Linked DNA regions of Bicyclus anynana: region 1 is linked to region 2. Evidence: chromatin contacts called from public Hi-C data. All regions are on one chromosome and are shown on one strand. Each heading gives the region's core, a stretch centred on a gene start, on an enhancer-like site or on the middle of the called end of the contact. The rest is flanking DNA. Distances are from core to core; before and after follow the strand shown. Region 1 overlaps LOC112047055 (CAP-Gly domain-containing linker protein 1). Region 2 holds the start of LOC112047082 (protein pelota).

Region 1 (5,678 bases), core at 1,201-3,700, 46 kb before region 2:
AATAAATGGAATGTAATATGTTTAATTATTGGCAACAATTATTACGAAACCAAAGAATATCACAGTATTGCATTGCATTGCGAAGCATTTTCGTCGTAACTTTGAAAATTTGATCACAATTCGTCGCTAAGTTAAAATTGAAATATTGGAACATGATTAAAGAAGCTTACATATTTTGTACTATAATGTGCGGTAATTGACAAAATGTCTAAGTTATTTATTATAAACTAATAAGGCATCTGTAAAAAAGTCTGGATTATGATTATATGTTATTTTTTACCTTGTAAGTATAAAACATCAATCATTAATGTAAAACAAATTATTATATTATGAGAAAATAATGTCGTTGTACGTTTCCATTGTTTACATAATATTATGTAGACGTCTACAGGTTTTCTATTAAATTTATTCGTTTGTTTCGGTAATTCTCAGATAACGATCAATAATTTTCTGGCAATTAATGCCAGAATATTATTAATATATTTTACTTTATACGAAGTAAGCAATTGATACATTTTTACCAGAATGCGGCACCTCTGGCAACAAAATAAACTTAATAGCACTTCGTATCAAAGTGGTTTATTCCGTTTTTATATTAATTTTCATATAGAAAACCTGTTGTTTCGCCTACTCAATGGATAATTATGCTGGCTTATCATCACAAAACTTCGATTCTGAAATTGTGCTGCAGATGCAGTACAAACAATTTATATAATACCACTATTGTAGTGCGGTGGCCACACTATGATGCGTTCAACTTTTAAAAATGCTGACTATTCTTTAACATAAATCAGCCAATTATTACTGCATATATACTGTTTTCCTTTTAACATTTAGCGTTCCGGTACGATGTGGTAGTAACCGAAAGGGGTGTGGATTTTCATGCTCCTCCTAAAAAGTTAGCTCGCTTCCATCTTAGATTGCATCATCACTTACCAACAGGTGAAATTGTAGTCAAGGTCTAATTTGGTAAAGAATTAAAAAAAAACGAACAAGAATTATTAAAAGGAAGGCTTTAAATTATTAATGTAAAACTTTAAATGCGGCGTTCTGTAAATATAGTGTTTAGTACTGTTAGATAAAATAAAATATTAGAAATTTCGTAAAGTACTATCTTATAAATCCTAATTCACACTATACTAATATGACAATTCTAAAAGCAAACATACTTTTACCAATGTCAGTCGTATAATTAAGCTAGAAACAAAGACATATTACAGGGCATGGTCACATAAAAGGTTTTACAGTTTAACTATAATGATAATAAATAAACGCGGCAAAAGTTAGCTGCACAATTCTGAAGTTAAGGCTATCGTAAAATTATTCAACGATTTTATGGGGAACTTAATACCTATCTGTTATTGAACAATTGGCTGAAATGTTAAAGAATGTTCTTTAGACTGTCACAAACGTTACTTCGAAGTCTTACAGTATTTCTGAGTCAATATAGGCTCTATCATTTTCTACCAAGGGGATGTCAAAGGCCAAAACATACCTAGCAACGTATTTGTGAATATCAATCAATTTTTAACATTGCTAACGTTGACATACAGTTCAAAATTAATTAACGCGATAGTTTAGTTATCGCCGACGAAGATAGCAAAAGTGTTAATTAATTTATATTAACACCAGCAACAATTCTGATAGTATTAAGTGCTGTATTGTTTGATAGTGAGAAATATGCTTCAGATATACGGTGGCTTTGACAGTCAATACTCAATACAATACATTATAAAGTTAGTTTTGGCAATCGACTCGAAGACATCTGTATGCTTAAGATGAGCACCACGATATGATATCTCCAGGCGAGACAAATATCGATCAATAACTCAGACCAGTTACCAGAAGACTTGCCTCGCTAGACGTTACCCCTCTGTCAAAAGTATGTATATGATCATGATCTAACGTTTTTATGCAAAGTGGGTCTATAGAATGAATGTTTCAGTGTGTGTATTATGATTTAATTTTATAGTTGTGTGTAGTGTCTTTTACACTACAGGATATATTTATTGGTTTATTGGTGTTAAATATGTTCAATGTGTGATGTTCGATACAAGTCTAAATGTTTGTTTGGTCCAAGTTGGTCTGAGACCAATAATGGTAAAGTCGGAAATATCGCTCTCTCTTTTGATGCGTTGGGAGAAAAGAGGACCAATAACAGAGGTCAACTCCTCTGATATTGGTCGGCATTTGTTTTCTTTTCACAAGATATATCGTTGACGCATGTTAGGGTTTCTGGAACCTATAATACTCGTTCGAAAACACTGTAAGACTTAAGAGTATTGTTTGCAAACTGCTGTTATTGAGGTTAATTTGACGATCGTGTGATTACCGCGCAGCAATAGTAGCGTACTGTACCTGCAACGCGCTCTTCGCCGACACCGGGGTGGAGGACGCGCGTGGACCGGCCCGCTGTCGCGCGATGTGCCGTAACGTACGTACCGTGACGTGACGTGACGTGACGTTAGTGATCGTGCACATGCGCGCAAAACATGAAAACAACACACGTTAGCGCACTCAGTTCTAACCGCACAAACACGCGGGATGTACAACTTTTGATAAGTAAAAATATTTTAAAAGCTTTTGCGTGTATGGGTGTCAAACTGTGTGTTTGTTTGTGGTATCGTCACTAATGGACTTTTTGGGCGCAGTTTTCATTTTTTAATAAGATATAGACGGGTTTTATTATGTCTAAAAACTATCAGATTAACCAATTGCAGAATAAGAATACAACAGGATTTTGAAAAAGAGAAGTCGTCGTTCTAACTGCCTCATGAATATTTTTTTATATCGGTGAGAGAGGTAGTCGAATCTGGAAAGACAAAGGCTGCTATGGATGCGTCACCTGCACTGGAAATCTTTTATAACGACACAACTCATATATCGCGGCTAAATACAGGAGTAATATAGACAAAATGCTTCATTACTTCTGCGATCCTGGTACTTTAAAGCTGGAGCGTTACAATTACTGCGAGTTACTGAAGCAGCGTAAAAGAACTACTTTCCGCTCAGTTTCAATGTACAGTTATTAGGAGTAAACGTAGGTATAATTCATCTACACCTGTGTTATTAGAAACCTTTAGGAAAAAATGTAAAACATTCTCGTAAAATCGTGGCGTATTTCATGGAAACATGGTTGAAGTTTGTAAGCTCATAAAATATTTTTGCTCATCAAAAGTTCGACACTGAATGTGTTCACGCAAATCCAACATAGGTTAGCAACAAAAAAATCTACATGAAATTAGTACACTGTGCTTTTTTTGAAAGAAGCAAAATCAATAAAATTCAATAAACAAAAATATTAAATTAAATCTATACTAATATAATAAAGCTGAAGAGTTTGTTTGTTTGTTTGTTTGTTTGTTTGATTGAACGCGCTAATCTCTGGTACTACTGGTCCGATTTAAAAAATTCTTTCAGTGTTAGATAGCCCATTTATCAAGGAAGGCTATAGGCTATATATTATCCATGTATTCCTACAGGAACGGGAACCACGCCGGTGAAACCGCGCGGCGCCAGCTAGTATTTAATAAAATCGGTAAAATATATTCTGTTCTTAGCTAATTATGGCGACGCGAATGGGGGTAATATATTTATCAGAGTATATGTCATATTGTAATTTATATATATTGAAAACTGTTATAAGTATGTCAATCAGTTTGTTTTTCTACATCTAGTAAAAGTGTACATATGATATCATGATAATATAAGATAAGAATAATTATTTTCAATGGTAGGTTTTCCAAAATCTTGGATTTCAATTATGTATTTATTATTGTGCTGTAATTGAGAATTAAATTCCAAATATCAGCACATCTACCCTAATGATTAATATTTAAGTATAGGAATCATACTGATCAATAAATTAATGTTTCGATAAAATATTCTCAAATATATTATACCTACTCGTAAGTATAAGCAAAATAAAACTTGTTAAAAACAACGCTACAGCAATAATACTTTTATAAGACCCTTATAGGTAAGCCTCTTATACGTAATATCACAGTTAAATTATAATAAATATATGAGTTTTCAGTCTCATAAAATGTATATCGAACTAAATGCCATGAAGCACCTTTAAAAAGCATCATAATTATAATAATAAATTAATGAGGAACTACAATGAAATTAATATATAAAATTATAGAAAATCAATCATGATCAATCTAATTAAATAAATAATAAAATTAAGAATAATTGTCAATGATAAATAAAAATAATTTAACACAAGGGCCAAACCAAGGTGTGCCAGCTACAGACCAAACAAAATTAATTACTGAACCATGCAAACGAAAAGCTACTTCTACCCACCATTACTCTTGCGTGTAGCCATCGCTGGAGACTCGTTTGCCTCGAAAAAAGGTATTAGAGTTCGTAAACGATACGAACCTAGGTATAACACAGAAGCTGTATTTAAAATATGATGGCACCATGAATCAAATCGAGGAAATGTGTTTTTACGTATACTCGTCCCTGGAGTTTAAATACCATACAGATTTTTTGCAACAATACATATGTTTGTAGGTACATTATTGCAAATACAAATAGAGATTAGGTACCACAGCCGATTATAAACAATGATAAAGTAGGTAGCGACAGGAACATTATGCTCAAATGTACACTACATATGGATATGTGAACTGGAAAGGCGACACGCAAGAGAAATGGTAGCTCTTTCCGAAGCCTGAGAAGTGATTGCGCGACGGCGGCATCTCCACGAACAGGTCCGTAGCCGGGCCCCGGCTGGCCCTCGTCACGGCTCCCGGCCGCCCGCCCCACCGCACCACCTCGCCGCCGCGCGACCCCACCGAAGCAGCGCTGCTGGTGCTGGAAACGCTGCGCCGCGATCGCTCTGACCGCGTCTCGAAACTCAGCACGCTCTCCGAACAGCGCCACGACTTGGGCAGCGAAGCGTTCGTTCCGCGCGGAACGAGCGCATCGCTTTTAGAGTTGCGGAACACTAGGTCGTAGTACACCCGAGGCTGCGGCAGAGCGATGAGGGCGCAGCGGTCCATCTCCACGTGTTTCACCAGCAGCGTCTTGTCCAGCAAGCTGGGCGCGCTGCGGTGCGGCCGTACGAGCGGGCGCGGCGAGCGGGGGGAGGGCGGCTCCGCGGAGCGCGCACGGGGCTAGCCTACCTGAGCACCCAGCGACGTCACCCCGAGTCTCACCCCCGGTCGGGAAGACGCGATCGAAGTTCCGAGCGATGTCAGCGATTCGCGCGAGTTGGAACGGCGCACCGGCGTCGCCCGCCCGTTGCTGTGGATAGCGCACGCCCCGGGCTTGCGGTTCGAAGGCGAACGCGACACCTTCGAAATTGGCGCGAACAGACCGAAACGAGGAGCGCACTCAAAGTATCTGCAAGAGATTCGCATGTCAAAATACTTAGCAGCTGATGTAAAATCTTTTGTGGATGAACGTTGATTTAATTTACCTCTTTCCATCGACGGATCCATCGTTTTTCCCCAGAGGGTCATCCAATTCTACACCTCCCCAGACGCCAGTCGCGAATTCGGTAACACCCACATACCGAAGTGTACCAGCCTTGCTGCCCCTGCTGCTAGATACTATTACTCGATCGCCGAGGCGAAGGTCTCCATTTGTGGTGGTCGATATGGAAGCATCTACAAAAGTAAACGTTTTAAATTCCCCTTCGGGTGAGACAATACAATTTGACT
Region 2 (5,540 bases), core at 221-2,720:
AACGACAAAACTGAGGTCTAATGTTCTGAGGTCACCAGTTCCACCTCACTGATATAAATAAGCTAAGATGATGACCTAATGCAAACGGTACATTTATAGAAACTGCAATTATCCTCACCTATTTGTATTGTAGCTACCTAAGTCTTTACTATTGTGCATACAAAGAGCTGTGATAGCCCAGTGGATATGACCTCTGCCTCCGATTCCGAAGGGTGTGGGTTCGAATCCGGTCCGGGGCATGCACCTCCAACTTTTCAGTTGTGTGCATTTTAAGAAATTAAATATCACGTGTCTCAATCGGTGAAGGAAAACATCGTGAGGAAACCAGCATACCAGAGAATTATCTTAATTCTCTGCGTGTGTGAAGTCTGCCAATCCGCATTGGGCCAGCGTGGTGGACTATTGGCCTAACCCCTCTCATTCTGAGAGAAGACTCGAGCTCAGCAGTGAGCCGAATATGGGTTGATGAGGATACAAAGTGTCTTGCATAAAGCTGAAGAGACAATATCTGCCGGGTCCATCATGTGGAGAGAGCATTTATATTTCATACTAGCTGACACATAAAAAAAGTAACATGAAGTACTTCAGTCAGGAAGTAGTGGAGACTAGAGTACTCTCAGAGACTAGGATAATAGTCTCTCTGTCATAAAGCATCTCTGTCAAGAAATTTTGTTCAAAACTATGACTCTATACACTATTTCTTCGTTGCATTAATTGAGTATAATCCTCAAACATCTTGACTTTTTGTGTTACACAAAGTATTAATGGGATTTATAAATTGTTAAATTAGTCTTAACTGAAGCATTACTCCATTAACCTGATATCAGAGATTGATTGGACGTAATGAGATTGACAGTTGCAATGGGTAAAGTCGAATCCATCAGTAATTACTGGACTGATTAACCAATTTAAACTCCACCATAAATGATTGGAAACTAATAATGATAGATTTATAAAAAAAAAACATAAAACATTGCATTCCCAACTACAAAATATAAAATCTGTCAACTGCAGTTTGCAACAGAAATGTTTTAAAAAAGTTATATTTAAAATATATGTTTGGTTGTATTAAGCAACCCATTGATTTATTATGAATTAGATCCATAGAGGTAATTCAATATGCCAGGTGACATGCATATAGTGTTTTTATATTTGCATCATAATCTAATGCAAGTGTGAAACATTATATTAAAAGTTTTTAAATTTTGATTGCTAAGAAAATACTTTTAAATACTATTTAATGTGCTACCATTTATAGGAAGTATTTTGTATATTGAATTAATAACAGCTAAGGAATTTACTAATTTTCTATGGGAACACTAATTGTTGAAATGTAGGGAATTTTTGTATATGTGTCAGCAAGCTTTCAATGTTGGTCTTAAGTGTGTAGCAATAAAGAAGTGTAGGAAAAAATAACTCACCACTTCTTGGAGAAATCGGCACAGCAGGTTTCGGTGCAGAGTTGGAACAGAGCCTTCCAATCTTGGATGGTGGTTTGAGACCTGATGGCTTGATGAAATGCGGAGGTCTTGAGGCTTCAGACCTGGGCACTGTAGACGCAGTTGTGCTGACTGAAGCTGCATCGGAGGATGTTGACGACGGCGCTGGCGGGTGAGTTGTGGCTTCAACAGCTTCTTCCATTTTATCACTCATCTTGAAGCACTTTTTACACTTTTCTTTTTTTATATTTTAGCGAAACTACGTCACGTTCCCATACTTGGTTCAAAATCGAGCTACGGTTTAACGACGCTAGTAAAAAAAATTAAAAGTGAAAACAAAACGACGCGTATCAAAGACTCTCACGGCTAATAAACTAAAAATACCGCAAGTTCCCGCGCAATAACAGAACACGCAATCTGGCTCACGGCCATAACGCTAACGTAAATGTAAATAAATTATATTTACGTTTACGCAATTTAGTTATAACAATGATAATTAGTAACGATCTTAAAATCGAAAAAAATTTCAAGCGCTATATTTCAAATGTTTGGTAGTTTGAAAGTCTTCGAGTACCGAGACTCGTACCTTCTTTTAAATCATTGATATGAAAAATATAACTGCATACCTTGGATGAGGAAATAGAGCACAAAATGTGCTATCCGTGACTTAAAGAAAAACTCGCGAAATTTTTACCGCTCGCCTCCTGAAACCAGCTGAGCTTGACAACGTTATCACTCACTACACCAAATCAACACAAACTCACAAAATTTTATGGTAATCCATATTCTAGACGAACACTACCTTAAATTAGATAAAATGTAAGCACCAAAATAAAAACAGGAAGCTAGAAATATATTTACAATCAACTAGAGAAACTCGAAAGATGCACACACAGCACAAAAATTACTGTACTTGACGAATTTCTTATACATTGCTGCGTTATACCAAAACCGCCGCGTGAAAGTCATTGAAATTTTCTACTTCACTTTACATTGCCTGCTCGTTTAAAAAGCATTTGTTATCAGTTTAAAAACTTGATTTCTTAGGGTTATACATTTTAAAATTAATTCACCTATCTACATTGAGAATATTTAGTTACGGTTTTTTTTTCTACTTTGAAATAAGTCAATATCTTCTGGTATTTTAATTATGTACTGCGACTTATTATTTTGTCAATGAATCTTTTAAATTTCACAACGTTACTTTGAGTTTGGGTATAATGTTGGCAGCTTGAGTAACGGTTTTTTTTTATTGGTAGCATTGTATTGTCAGTTCTCTTTTTGACAGCTAAACCTAAACGTGAAATGTCACTGTCAGTGTCATAATTTACATGTCACGATGTGAAGATACACCGAAATCCGAATTTCACGTGAAAATAAAATATCTATTGCATTTTAAGAAAATGGTTTCCAAATAAGGTACCACTTTCTTTCCACAATAATAAAATGAAGCTTGTGTTTAAGAACATCGATAAAGATGGCAGCGGGTAAGTCTTAGACAATTCGACTATCAATTTTGTAAGAAGCTCTCTTGTTTTTATGTCTAATAATTTGAAATTTTTAGGTGCATCGCACTTGTGCCTGAAGAGCCGGAGGACATGTGGCACGCCTACAACTTAATAGCGAAGGGTGATGTAGTTACGGCGTCGACCGTACGAAAAGTGCAAACTGAATCGTCGACTGGCTCCTCTACCAGTAACAGAGTCCGTACGACGCTCACAATAAGGGTGGAGACCATCGACTTTGATACCCAGGCCTGTGTATTAAGGTTAAAAGGCCGCAATATTGTTGAGAACCAATATGTTAAGGTAAGTCATCATTATCAACCCATATTCGGCTCAGCTCGAGTCTCCTCTCAAAATGAGAGAGACCAATAGTCCACCACGCTGGTCCAATGTGGTTTGGCCCTCCCACCTCCAGTGGTTCCACCTCCATAGTTCATGTTTCTGTAGGAACACAGGTATAAAATATAGCCTACAACGGTCAAAAATCTTTTGGGTTTCTGTTGGTAATAATTTTCAAAGATCCACAGATTAGTATTAAGTCTATTCACACAAATTGATGTGTACTATGTTCTGCCTGTGCCTTTAATTTCCATCTGTATATTTCCAGATGGGAGCATATCATACTCTAGATTTAGAGTTAAATAGGAAATTTACACTGCAAAAGATATTATGGGACTCAGTAGCTCTAGAGAGAGTAGAGTTGGCCTGTGACCCAGCCGCGTCTGCCGATGTGGCTGCTGTGGTTATGCAGGAAGGCCTCGCTCATGTCTGCCTCATCACACCTTCAATGACACTGGTGAGGTCAAAGATTGATGTCAACATACCAAGGAAGCGGAAAGGATTTGTACAGCAACATGAAAAGGTTAGTCTTGTACATAAATTTTATTCAATCTCCAATTCTGAATTTAATTACCTGGCGTATAAATTAATTTAGAATTAGATATTGTCTAGTGTGAAAGTCTAGGCTTAGATTTAGGCTTAAATTATTTAAGATAAGACAAAATTAGTTACCTCTTGATTAATTCATCATTATCATTATCAACCCATATTCTACTCTGAGCTCGAGTCTTCTTTCAGAATGAGAGAGGTTAGGCCAATAGTCCACCACGCTGGCCCAATGTGGATTGGCAGACTTCACACACACATTAGAATTAAGAATATTCGCTGGTATGCAGGTTTCCTCACAATGTTTTCCTACACTGTTTGATACATGTGATATTTAATTTCTTAAAATGCACACAACTGAAAAGTTGAAGGTGCATGTCCGTACCGGATTCGAACCCACACCCTCCGGAATCAGAGGCTGGGGTCATATCTACTGGACTATCATGGATCTTGATTACTTGATTATTAAATATAGGTGTAATTTAAGTTTTAATAAAAGTAACACATCTAAAATATTATGTCATTATACATCCTGTTTCTATATTGAAACACAACATGAAAATAACACTGATGATTGAATTATTGAATTTAACTTACTTTGCAGGGCTTAAACAAATTTTATGAAGCAGTTATGCAAGGAATCCTGAGGCACATTGATTTTAATATTGTCAAATGTGTGATCCTCGCATCACCAGGGTTTGTGAAGGACCAGTTCTTTGATTACATGATGCAGCAGGCAATTAAAACTGATAACAAGCTGCTCATTGAAAACAAATCCAAATTTTTGCTTGTCAAAGCATCTTCAGGTTTTAAACATTCTTTGAAAGGTAATTAATTATTAAATTAATCTTTTAAATATTTTTTTAAATAAATTTTCCATCAAGATTATTAAATCCATCTGCCTATTAGTAGACATGGCTGTCCAGGGATTTAGTACCACACAAATCTTATTTCACCCTAGACAAAGTTTATGGTTTCTGCTGAAAATACAGGCATATGATGGCTAGAGGTTGCTCCATTAAAATTTTAAACTTTTTTTTTATTTTGTCTGCATATCTGAACTAATCTCTGGAATATTTGAACAGATTATTATAGGCTACTTTTCCAGCATTTCATCCTTCTGATTAACTTAATTTCATGTAGATGAGGTTGTAAGTTTTCCTAGTTTGTTATTTATTATGTCCATTTATAAGCTATGGATGAATGATATGAATGTTAAGAGGGCTTAACATTAGGTAATCTGTCTGTCTCATCAATAGAATAAACATATTGTTTTTAAGACAACAAAAGTAAAAAAGCCTTAAATATTGATTTATAATACTTTTTTTTATATTACAGAAGTTTTACAAGAGCCTGCAGTGATAGCGAAAATTTCAGACACAAAAGCAGCAAGTGAAGTGAAGTTGTTGGAAAGTTTCTACACAATGTTACAACTTGAGCCAGCAAAAGCTTTTTATGGGAAAAAACATGTTGAAAAGGCAAACGAAGCAATGGCAATAGAAACACTTATGATATCCGACAAATTGTTTAGGTAAATCTTAATTGCTAGCTTTTATCTAGTTGTAGAGCTTAGTGGGTCATGGGTATTAAACATCCCTAAAGATTGCAATGTAAAAGTGATTAAATAAACATTATGACTTAACTAAGCTAACTAATATTATAACTGCTTTTATATAATAGTTTATACAATAGTTTATATATTTTTATATAA

The links. Hi-C and Micro-C count contacts between places; a contact is called where the count stands out from the background.
Region 1: a contact with region 2 is called in a Hi-C map of whole larva, with 2.7 times the contacts expected there. The contact joins the enhancer-like site here to the promoter of LOC112047082 in region 2. A contact is called at or near these places in 2 of 2 Hi-C or Micro-C datasets (whole body and whole larva).

Annotation. Positions count from the first base shown.
Region 1 is chr5:13,357,338-13,363,015 of ilBicAnyn1.1, reverse strand. LOC112047055 (CAP-Gly domain-containing linker protein 1) reads right to left here. Exons shown (of 17, transcript XM_052881506.1): 5 at 5,435-5,624; 6 at 5,139-5,358; 7 at 2,359-2,412. Among protein-coding and RNA genes, the nearest start is that of LOC112047055, 25 kb to the right of the region's middle. Within about 2 kb of position 2,450, at least 4 of the 8 cell types and tissues checked have open chromatin away from gene starts, as enhancers often do.
Region 2 is chr5:13,310,719-13,316,258 of ilBicAnyn1.1, reverse strand. LOC112047082 (protein pelota) reads left to right here and starts at 1,470. Exons shown (of 7, transcript XM_052881511.1): 1 at 1,470-1,611; 2 at 3,004-3,247; 3 at 3,552-3,806; 4 at 4,434-4,656; 5 at 5,168-5,360. The coding sequence starts at 1,514.